2 separate regions of the Triticum aestivum genome follow, and region 1 is linked to region 2. The links are chromatin contacts, called in public Hi-C maps. All regions are on one chromosome and are shown on one strand. The core of a region is the stretch at or near the end of the contact, and the rest is flanking DNA. Distances in the headings are between cores, read along the strand shown.

Region 1 (5,625 bases), core at 767-3,266, 720 kb after region 2:
TCCTTTCCTAATGAGGTGATCAACTCTATGGTCAGTGATGGATTTGAGGACTGGCATGTCTAAGCAGGGATGTCGTGGCGGCAGCGACACTCTTGTGGTGAACTTGTGTCCTCCGGCTCCGCATAGCGACAACGTCTGCTCCAGAACCAACGCGGAGCTTGGGAGGTAGTCAAGGAGCGGAAGCTGATAGTGGTATGCATCGGTGACATTTGGAAGACGGATCGTGTGCTTCGTTCGGGGTTGGTGGCTGGCAGGTGTGGTTTCCTCCTCCGACGTCTTAGTCGTGCGGGAGTGTCAGATCTGGAGTTTGATGGTGTATCCAGGGTGTTGCCCTAGTCTGATTCGTTCAAAGGCAATGGCTTCGATAGGTGGTCCGCGGACCTGGTTGTAATTTTATTACATGTGATCTTTGTAATGTCATGATTGAAGATGAATAGATTGAAAGTTTCTTAAAAAAAATGGCTTCGCCTTTGGTCAGCCATCTTGGAGGTCCGCAAAGCTGCATATCAATGATAGAGTCACATCAAGCTCGGGTGAGGAGGTTGTAGAAAGATAATACGATGCAACACACGTATATTCATGGGCATACAGTGCCAATATATAGATGTACATAGAAATCATCACGTCCAAGACTAAACCCTAACGAGATGGACGGAGATTAGAGTAGGGTGCTCAACACCCCACGGCAGTCGATGTGTCAGCGTTGACACACAAACTGGACCGAAACTTCTCGAAAACCGACGTCGGCAACCCCGGCAAGGCCGAATATTAATGAGAAGGGTTGTTGTGGCGAGTGCATCGGACCAAAAGCGAGGTTGAGCATGAGCATTAAACAGGAGAGTGCGGACACATCCATTAAGGGTGTGGAGCATACGTTTGGCGCGACCGTTTTGTGGCAAGGTGTAAGGACACGTGAGCCGGAAGATGGTGCCATGGGCTGCAAGAAGAGTGCAGATGGTAAGGTCGTCGAACTCCTTTCCATTGTCAGTTTGCAAAGCATGAACAGACCTCCCGAACCGTGTAGACACGTAAGGAAAAAATATGGTGAGTGTAGATGGAACATCAGATTTTCAGCGGAGAGGAAAGGTCCACACAAAATAGAAATAATCATCCAAGATCACATGATAATGAAGATAATCGGAATTACTTGGAATAGGTAAGGCTCATACATCAGTATGAATTAACTGAAACGGTAAAGATGCAACTGTGGAAGACGAACTAAATGGAAGACGAAGATGCTTGCCGAGACGAGATGCATGACAAGTATGGTTGTCTGTTTTATCACAAGAGAAAGAAAATCTTGCATCATTATGTGAAGTGCAGCGGAGCCCGGATGGCCAAGGCGTGCGTGCCAAAGGTCAACCTCGACAGAGAGGGCGACCGGTCCAGTAGTGGAAGATGATGATAGCTGGACGGGGTAGAGATCGCCAGGACTGTCACATCGATGCAGAATTATCCGAGTGCATGCATCCTGAACTGAGAAACCAACTCCATCAAATTTCATAGTTACAAAATTGTCACGGGTAAAGGAACAGACAGAGACTAGATCTTTGATAAGGTTAGGCTAATGTTTTTTTTTTGGTGGCTGCTCAGGAAGTGCCGAAGGCAGGTGAAGGATGTTGGTGCCGAGTTTAGGGGATTCTTCAGTTTTGATTGTAAATTATTATTTCTGACTGGTGTTTGTTTGTGCAAAAGCTAGCTATCTGATGCCATTAACGTGACTTGTAATATGATCTTTATAATATAATTTTTTAAAAATATATTTATGGTATGAATGAAACACGTATTATCATGATAATTTTTTTGACAACAGTAGACCCTTTTTTCTCGGAGCAAATAAAGCCGATGAATAATATGAACTGCCTCACTGTGGCTGACGGCCTCTGGCAAAGCAAGAAGGCGACAACAAGCTCAAAAAAAAAGGCGACGACAGGGGCCCACGTCCGGTCCGGAGGCCCAGGTTCCACATGCTTTCTTTTTTTTTTTCCTTTTTTGGAGGTCAGGGCTATGCTTAAACCCGTGTCATCGTCTATCCTAGCCCGACCCGGCCCGGACCGGCCCAGTGAAATACTACATCGACCCACCCCGGCTAGCGTATCGGCCTTCTCCTTGTCTCCCCGTCGTCGCTGTGGCCGTCCTCCGATCGAGCCATGGATCCGGCGCGCCGCTCCCGCCTCCCTACCCATCTCCTGCTGGTGGCCGTGACGTTACTCGCGGCCCTGGCCGCGCGATCCGGCGCCGAGGTCATCACCCTCACCGAAGAGACCTTCTCCGACAAGGTACCGACTGCTTTCCCCTTCTCGTGTCTCTCCCCTCTTCCACCTCCCCATCGAGATATAATAGTAGTAGTACTCTAAGGCACGCCGCAGACCCAAGAACAGCTGAATTTTCGACTTATCACTTGGCTACGCTGGGATGCAGTGTAGCAGGCGGTGTGCTTAGTTACTGACATGTGGCCGTTTCCCAGATTTGCTACTGATTCCAGCATGATTTCTTAATAATAAACCGATAGATCATTATTCCTGGTGTATTAATTGTCCCAATCACGGAAGGTTCCGTGTTTAGATGCGGCGCGCCATCTCAATTTTGAACTCCTGTTTTGGTTCGAGTTACTTCGCTGCAATGCTTGTGCACTGCCGTTGCTTAATCCAGCTTGGATTTTCTCTCTCTTGTGTTTAGATAAAGGAGAAGGACACAGTGTGGTTTGTGCAATTCTGCGTCCCTTGGTGTAAGCACTGGTAAGCTCTACATGCCGTAGTGGTGACATGGATATATCAAGTACAATGCAATTTTTGACTAATTTCTGCTAAACACGGATGCCTGCTACATTTACAGCAAGAGCCTAGGAACTCTTTGGGAGGACCTTGGGAAGGTTATTGAAGGTACGGATGAAATTGAGATCGGAAAAGTTGATTGCGGTGCAAGCAAACCAGTCTGCTCAAAGGTGGACATTCATTCATACCCAACATTCAAGGTGTTCTATGATGGCGAAGAAGTTGCAAAATATAAAGGTAATCCCTCTCACATCTTACTTCTGTTTGACAAGGACAACATAAACTAGATACTACTACCATGAAAACCATGTTGGAATCTATTGCATGTGGTTCAGTACTCTTGGAATGGCGATAGATTTTAGAAACCAAAACCACACTGTTGACTTGTATTGTGAGAGTAGGGCATGACTCTTAAAAGATTAAAACCTCTGAACTTGAACCAAAAGGTTGGAAAAGATTACATTTTAGGCGCGATTTTCGTATATAGCAGGATCCGCTAATGCGGAAAATTTAGAATTTCTTTTTTGGACCAGCCGTGACTTGGATGTTACTGATATACTCCTCCATTCACAAATATAAGATTTTCTAACTTTTGTCTGAATTGGATGTATATAGACACTGGGTTTGTTACACTCATTTCAATGTGGTCCATATTGAAATATCCAAAACATCTTATATTTGTAATCGGAGGGAGTATCAGCTAGTTCTTAACAGCAGAGGTGACAATATTTCATAACTAAATAAACAACATGAGGGAGGAAAACTTTGTGTACAACTTTGCTCACATATCATTCTATTTTATTTTTTGCTTTTATTGGTCATGAATGCGTGCTTTTTCAATATTCTATTAGTCATCATGTTGCTCCACCTGTTGGATTTGTTGTGGTACTTTGTTCATGAAAATGCTATTCTATACTTCTATGGCGAGTCTCCACTTTCAACCATCAATTCATAATCCTGGACTGTATCATGTCCCTGAAGTTGATTTAATGTAACAGTTACAGTTTTCTTGTACTGTCATTTGGCATCACCGCTCAAAAGATCATATGCAGTTTGGCAATAAATTTTTCGCTGCATTTTCTTTGTATACACACAGTTTGTCCCATTATGTATGATTCTTTATTTTGAAAATATTCGTCTAGTAAGTGCTCAATGCCTAATCCAACTACTCAATGGCATTGCAGGGCCTAGGGACGTGGAGGCTCTCAAGACCTTTGTGTTGAAGGAAGCTGAGAAAGCAGGAGAGGTGAGGCTTGAAGATGAGCTATAGGTGTTCGTAGCAGGCACATGCCGATAGACGACGATACTCCGGTCAAGCAACTTTGGAATGCTGCTCGACCTGTTTAAAATTTTCGACCGAGTTGGCTTGTACTGCCGCCTCCTGGCGCTTGTGGCTAACTTAGAATGGTACTAGGTCAGGTGCAAGAAGAAAACATTTTTGTAACTTTTAACCTTTTCAACTCAGTTAGATGAACCTGCTCGGTGCAAACAGTTTTCGAAAAGCTATTTTGCGGGCTTGGGCTTAACTTTGATGTATACAAGATACACCATGTCCTATTCGGTGACCTAAAGACAAAGACTAGAAATTTCACTGGACTAAGCAAAACAGAAAAAATGCTTAACTCGAATTGCTAAACTCGACATGACACTTTAGAACGGTCTTATTCCCTCCATAAAGAAATATAGTTATGTTTAGATCACTTGTAGTAATCTAAAAGCTCTTATTTATTTTTTTACAGAGGGGTACTATACATCAGCTTTTCAAAACTTTGGCACCAAGGTGAGGATGTACCGCCGGCTGGCTGGTTCCGGCTTGGTGCTGCGCTACTCCGCTTCCACATTTCACCAGTAGGCCTGTACATGGAGCCCCCCAACCCTAATTACATGTTTTTCTAAATTGAAATACAAAAACGTCTTTGCACTCTATTTTCCTCCGTTGTACTGGGTGTATGCTAATTATTTTGCACCATTTATTTGCGCATTAGTTCAGATTTGATTGTAACGAACTGCATTTTACTACATGGCTGATCTTTTGGCTTGAAAACAGATCAAAGCCTATGATTTTTGCCAAAAATTTCGTAGTTAGTACTATCCAAGCAAGCCCCAACATTTTGGTCATGCCTCTATTAGCCAAACATATTTTGGTAGGCCTAGATGGGGATCAATCCAAGCAGATCTGAGAATGAAAACAACCTGCTATTATCACGACAAAAGAACACCAAAGGCTTCAAAGAGAAACAGCAGCTAAGACTAAAAGTAGCAGCCTAACATTCCAAAGCAGAGGATAAAAATGAGTAGTCTCAGAAGCTTCCATGTTTTGCCAAAAGCCAAAATTAACGACAGTACTCAAATGACACATCAACAGGGCGCATATCACACGGCGCTAACAGTAGCAAAACTTGCACTAAACTACTAGAGATCTCAAAAGCAGACATAGATGGATTCAGGTAAACGCCTCATTTCTTCTTGATGGCAGCCTTGGTCACCTTGGCGCCGGTTGGGTCCTTCTTCTCCACACCCTTGATGACACCAACAGCCACAGTTTGCCTCATGTCACGGACAGCAAAACGACCAAGAGGTGGGTAAGTAGCAAAGGTCTCCACAACCATGGGCTTGGTGGGAATCATCTTCACTATGCCAGCATCACCATTCTTGAGGAACTTGGGCAGGGCCTCCAGCTCCTTACCAGATCGCCTGTCGATCTTGGTCACCAGCTCAGCAAACTTGACAGCAATGTGCGAGGTGTGGCAGTCCAGCACTGGGGCGTAGCCGTTGCCAATCTGACCAGGGTGGTTCATGATGATGACCTGGGAGGTGAAGTTGGCTGCCTCCTTGGCAGGGTCATCCTTGG
Region 2 (5,606 bases), core at 2,020-4,519:
CATCCACCAAGATGGTGGTTGGCGATTGAGCTACTGCCTTATTCTAGGAGGACTGCTGGCTTGATGGTCAGGCAATCTCGGAGATAGCGCCCAAGCTGCACCAGCTGGTCTCCCTGACTCTTCGGGATGCCCGATCGCATCGACGCTGGATCTCGGATATCGGGGGCGGGGTGGGGCGCTGGCTCTATGCCATCTGTCGGTCGGCCCGCCTGGTGCAGCTTGCTCCCCACATGGACGCCCTCCAGCGGCGTTGGACGGCGGATGCGCGGTACATGTCCAAGAGTTGCTATGACGCTCACTTTGAGGGCGCAATCGGACCTCGCTCGTCAAGTTCTACCTATGGCTCGCTTGACCAGATCAGAGCGTCTTGAGCGTCGTGGTTTGCAGCACACATCGAGTTTTGTGCTATACGACGAGTCCAAGGAGACAATGGCCCACCTCCTCTCTGGCAAGTGCTCTCCTGGTTCAGGTCGATTGCTATTGGCCCAGCCGAGGGGGCGGACTTTGTGGGTTGGTGGCAACTGGCAAGAAACTTGCCTCTGGGTTCCTACCTCGGGTCCTCGGCTCGGAAGGGCGCGTCCTTAGTCATCCAGTTTGTGGTTTGGTGCATCTGGAAGCATCATGACGCAATCATCTTCAACAATTCTTGGTTCAACCTCGACCGTCTCCTCAGCACAATCAAGCCGGAGGCTAGGCAGTGGGCTCTGGCGGGCGTGTCTGGGCTTGCGGCTTTGCTCCTGAGGGGAGCGGCGACTAGCGTCTAGGGGCGTTGTGTTGTGCATTGGTTGTGGCCTTGCTTGGGCTATTGTACGTCGGGTGCGTCCTTCTTGGAGCTTGTAATGACTATTCTCTCTATCAATGCAACGCAAGCTTTTGCGTTTTCTCAGAAAGAAAAAAAAGAACACATGAACGGTAAACACAGGAACAGAAAAATACACAATAACTAAATGACATGACATATTGAATCCTGCATGAATTGAAAACACATGAACACGTAATAGAAACTATTTGATTATCTGGTTGCACCATAAAAAAACACATGAGTTTTCTTTAGGGATTATTAGATGCGTTGCCATAGCCCACAATTGCCAGACACAGAAAAAATTCTAGATCTCTAAGCCTTGGCTAGGAATTCTACGGAATTGGGGTGTATGACCTATGGAAACCATAGGAATTTTGGTGTTCACAGCTTTTTAGTTTTCTGATCCCATGTGCCTCTATAGGAAAATTTTCTAGGGGATGAAAATCCTTCCATCTAAAGGAGCTACAAAGAAACTTAACTGTGATTTTCATGTTTTCAACAAAAATGCTAATGAATTTTAAATCCTTTAATGGAATATGCACAATTGAGCTGTCTCCGTTTGGGGGATGTTCATTGCTAACCCAAATTTCAAATAAATGAATACATTTATATAGTGATGGAACAATCATATAATGCATCTTTCCTATATAGTGGACAATTGTCCATGGAAGAAGCAGAATGGAGATTTCGCTATGTTCTTCTTGCTAAATGTGTCTGGTCCACCAGATGTTCCATGCTATAATTTCTGATGAAAGACCAAGACCAAAATAATACTCCCTCCGTAAACAAATATAAGAGCATTTAGATCACTAAAGTAGTGTTCTAAACGCTCTTATATTTCTTTACAGAGGGAGTACATTTTAAGGTAGGAAGGATTTTACGAGTGTGCATACAAAGGGAAAAAAACAGAGTAATCAGTATTTAGTTACATAGGTTTTGTTTTGTTTAATGAGAAGAATCCAGAAGTTTTCAAATTACACCAAAGTTGGCCTCGGTCATTATGTATTGAACCGAGGAAAAAGCCTCTGTAACAGTTGGTCGGTAGTAAAAAGTCATAGCAAAACCGGTAGCGACTTGTACTAGAAAACAAGTAAGTGTATTCCCCCTAAACAATAAAATATGTTGACATGGGGAGGAACATATTGACTAGTTATATCATCCGCAATTGCCTGAATCTCAAGACGTTCCTCAAACCAATCATATACTTTATTGAGAAGGTAACTAACCCGAGTCCCCCTCTAAGAGCCGTATATGAAAATTTCATCTCGTACGGCTCAAGCAGAAACACACAAATTTTCAACAAATATTAGAAAAAAGGTTCAAAACTTCACCAGCCACTGAATTGGGTCGATTTGCCTTGAAGATATCAAATAAGAAAAATCCGGAATATCTTCTTTGTGATGGCATATGAGAAGAATCCAGAAGTTTTCAAATTACCACATGTTATATATTAACATGGTTATTAGATAACTTTATTCCAAACAAAGGACAGCTGAGGAGTTTTTGACAGTGGATCCTTAACTGAGAGTAACCAATGGATTTATCCATTACATTGGAGAACTAAGCATCGAGGTCACATTTTTTGGATAATAGAAACTTGCCTGCATCCCTCTCCGCTACCACTCCATGGTACCTCTGGGCAAGTTGCAACAACTCCCTGTCCTTCTCTAGCTTACTGTTCCGCTTCACGACCTTACGCTTTGGCTCGCCACTATCCTACAAAGTCATGGAATCAATCCAGTTTAGCACACACTTATCTTCCCACCAACACCAATATAGCAGGCAGAGAAATCTAAACCATATCCATTTCTGCATTGACAACCTTTTGGTTGGCCAGCGGTTCCGATTGCTCTACCACAAAGCTCTCCTTCATTGCATCTTTGGCACCTGTGCGAACAGCATCAAAACGAAGGTGAGCGAACATATTACAGACTTCAATGGCGATGGGCGAAGCCGCTTAAGTTGCCTCATTCACCCTAAACTGTAACTGACGGTTTGATTAATTAGATGACATCAGATCAGGAAGCTGCCAGTGCGTGGGAGAGAGAGGGGGAGATCACCTCCTATGTCCGCGGCGGGCCCCTGCTGCTCGGGGGCACGCTCCGGCTCCGAAGCGGCGGCGGCCATAGAGAGGCTCCGCAGGGCATCGGCGGCGTCGGCGGGGCTGGATGGAGCGCCTAGGGTTTCCTCACCGTCGGCGCGGGCAGCGCCCTCGTGATCAGGGCCGAGGGCGGGATGCAGGGGATCGGCGGCGGCGGGGGCGGGGGTGGAGGAGACTGGCTGGGCCTGGTCGGCGGAAGAGCTCTCGACGAAGCCATCGGGGAGCGCGTCGGCCTCGGGGAGACGCGTCGCCGGCGAGGCTTCCATCGGTGGAGAGAGAAAGAGGGAGGGAGAGATGGTGTCGCCGCGCAGTCCCTTGCGCTGGTGTCCTGTGTTTCGTGTAACTCTGCTGCTGCGAACACGCGTTCCGCACAAAGGCCGGTCATAACTCCGTCACTCTCCATGTACGCTACTGGTAAATCCGCCGTATAAGATTCATGTTCAGAGAACAGAGATGGATTCATTTATGTTTGTTCTAGTTTCAGGAATCAAATCTGAATGATCCTCGATTCAGATGTAGGGCTACTGGGCTGTTCGCATTCAAACTTGGTTCATACGCAAAAAACAAAATAAAAAACAAACTTGGTTCGGAATACTAGTACTCCCTCCGTCCGAAAATACTTGTCGGAGAAATGAACATAACTCATGGTAATATAGTTTCTACATGCTTGCAGATGATAATCTTAGCCAAAATATGCATACATTTGCATAATAAGTGCAAAATTGGTTTCGGTCATATAAACAACACAAACAAACACAGAAAGCAGCTAGTACATCCTTTGGCCGTGTGCATGCATCTTCAGATGCAGTGACCTGAAAAGTTTACTCTGTTCTACGTATCATCTAACACAAATGTTAGTGTCCAGTGACCATTTAAACTCATCAATACCACTTCCTGTATTGCCCACGCTGCGCCACACGCAAAAACTCAGTCTGACACTCTGTAAGATACACTCAACACCTCATATGCGTACGTTAGCGTCCAATAGCCTCCATCTCCACAGGCTCGTAGAACATGGCCTGTGAACTCTTACTGATTGCTCAACTCATTGGATGCACATAGTTTCAAATGGAAAGTTATGAGCTCAAGTATCAACTTGCGGATCGCAATGCTCCTCTCGAGTTTGTAGGATATGCGGCAGAGGGGCGGTTATCTTCAGCATCTGCAAAGCCAACCATAAAAATATAAGGGAAACACACACATGGTGTTCAGTCATTATCGTTTGTTGCTCAGTGAACCTAAAAGGAAAGGGACTAACAAGAAAAATATCATGTCAACACTCCTATGAAAGAAAGGATGAATAGATGATCAAACATTCAATTGCATAGTTCGTTCTGCCAGCCAGATCACCTAAAGTGTACAACTAGAAACTATCCAACAATACTTACGTTTATATTTACAATTCTAATGTTAGATTGAAAACATTGAAATATTTCTTGCACGACTATAATTGCATCGACAAAAATAAGCAGTATTGATCTTTCTATGTTTCTCTCCATTGATGGGGATTTTTTTTTCTTCCCTTCTTATAAATAATGCAAAAACTTGCTTCCTCATGCACTGATAGAACGGAAGAATCGTTTTGTAAATGAGACTCGACAACACCCATGACCATGTCTTCGTGTAGATCTGCGGTCACCTGCCGCACATCAGGCCACTTACCCCCACAGACGCAGTCACCGCATAGTTAGTATAAGAATTTAGATTCTCAGAGGAACCATTGAAGCTTCTTTTAACATCATTTTGCATCTTAGTAATATGATTGGTAGCATATCCTACCTGCTTTGTTCAGTCTAACAATCTAACAAAACAGTAGCATATACAGTTATACAGGATTGAACCTATTTCTTCATTCTTTTAGGGAAAGAAAATACTCTTTGTCATTTGTTAAGATTTACTCATAGTTGTACTGAAAAATAAAACCCTACAATCATGTCTTATTCAGAAATAAATCACAAAATTACTTGTAATTCATTCCTCATTCAATAAAACAGCTCTTAAGGCCCATAAGCTACTGCGCATGTTAGGCGGAGAACACTACCCAATTTAGAAAGATTAATTTCTCTTTACCTTATTCGTGGTTGGATGAGAAAGGACCAGCCAATGAGCATGCAAGTGATACCCACAGTCTCCGGGAACAGGCTGTAAAGGCCTCTCATAACCTCTAAGACGAATTGGTAAGGTTAGTTAAACTAGATAAAAGAACAGGGGGGTCATACATGGACGTACTTCGCAGCACAACTAAAAGATGAAAGAATTACCCGTCGTATGCAAAACAAACATCCGTACTAGTAGATTCCAGGTCATGAAATTTAGGCTGCCCACCAATACCATAGAGAGGATCATCTGGAAAAAAATCATGCACTGTCTGAACTTTGGAATCTATTTAATGAAAATAGGATCTGCCATGCCTTTATTTAGATTTTTTTTTAATGATATGCAAAAACGCTTTTAGCTAAGCCTGGAAGGAAGAGCTCAAGTAAAATCGTGCCCATCACAATAACAAGAGTGTTTTGGCTTACCAACAAGAGGGTGTCCAATGTATGCAAGGTGTATTCGGATTTGGTGAGGCCGTCCTGAATGAATTTCAACCTGCACCAGTCAAGGAAAAGAAACAGTGACATGTATAAGAAATCATAATCTAAGCCTTATACACATCAGTAATTTGAGGGAACGATGTCATGTGCATACATAAATGAATAT

The links. A called contact is a pair of places that touch in the nucleus more often than the background predicts.
Region 1: a Hi-C map of leaf shows a contact between it and region 2, with 7 times the contacts expected there. The contact joins the promoter of LOC123092490 here to the promoter of LOC123092485 in region 2. A contact is called at or near these places in 2 of 5 Hi-C or Micro-C datasets (both in leaf).

Annotation. Positions count from the first base shown.
Region 1 is chr4B:422,821,450-422,827,074 of IWGSC CS RefSeq v2.1, forward strand. It overlaps LOC123092490 (protein disulfide isomerase-like 5-1), which reads left to right and starts at 2,017. Exons shown (of 5, transcript NM_001405796.1): 1 at 2,017-2,279; 2 at 2,680-2,738; 3 at 2,836-3,011; 4 at 3,959-4,020; 5 at 4,514-4,772. The coding sequence starts at 2,151. The coding sequence ends at 4,558. It overlaps LOC543386 (elongation factor 1-alpha-like), which reads right to left. Exons shown (of 3, transcript NM_001405793.1): 3 at 4,513-5,625. The coding sequence ends at 5,231.
Region 2 is chr4B:422,105,055-422,110,660 of IWGSC CS RefSeq v2.1, forward strand. It overlaps LOC123092485 (alpha-taxilin), which reads right to left and starts at 3,270. Exons shown (of 11, transcript XM_044514272.1): 1 at 2,863-3,270; 2 at 2,625-2,689; 3 at 2,404-2,518. The coding sequence starts at 3,169. It overlaps LOC123092486 (RNA pseudouridine synthase 5), which reads right to left. Exons shown (of 14, transcript XM_044514273.1): 11 at 5,426-5,495; 12 at 5,165-5,249; 13 at 4,974-5,067; 14 at 3,574-4,065. The coding sequence ends at 3,988.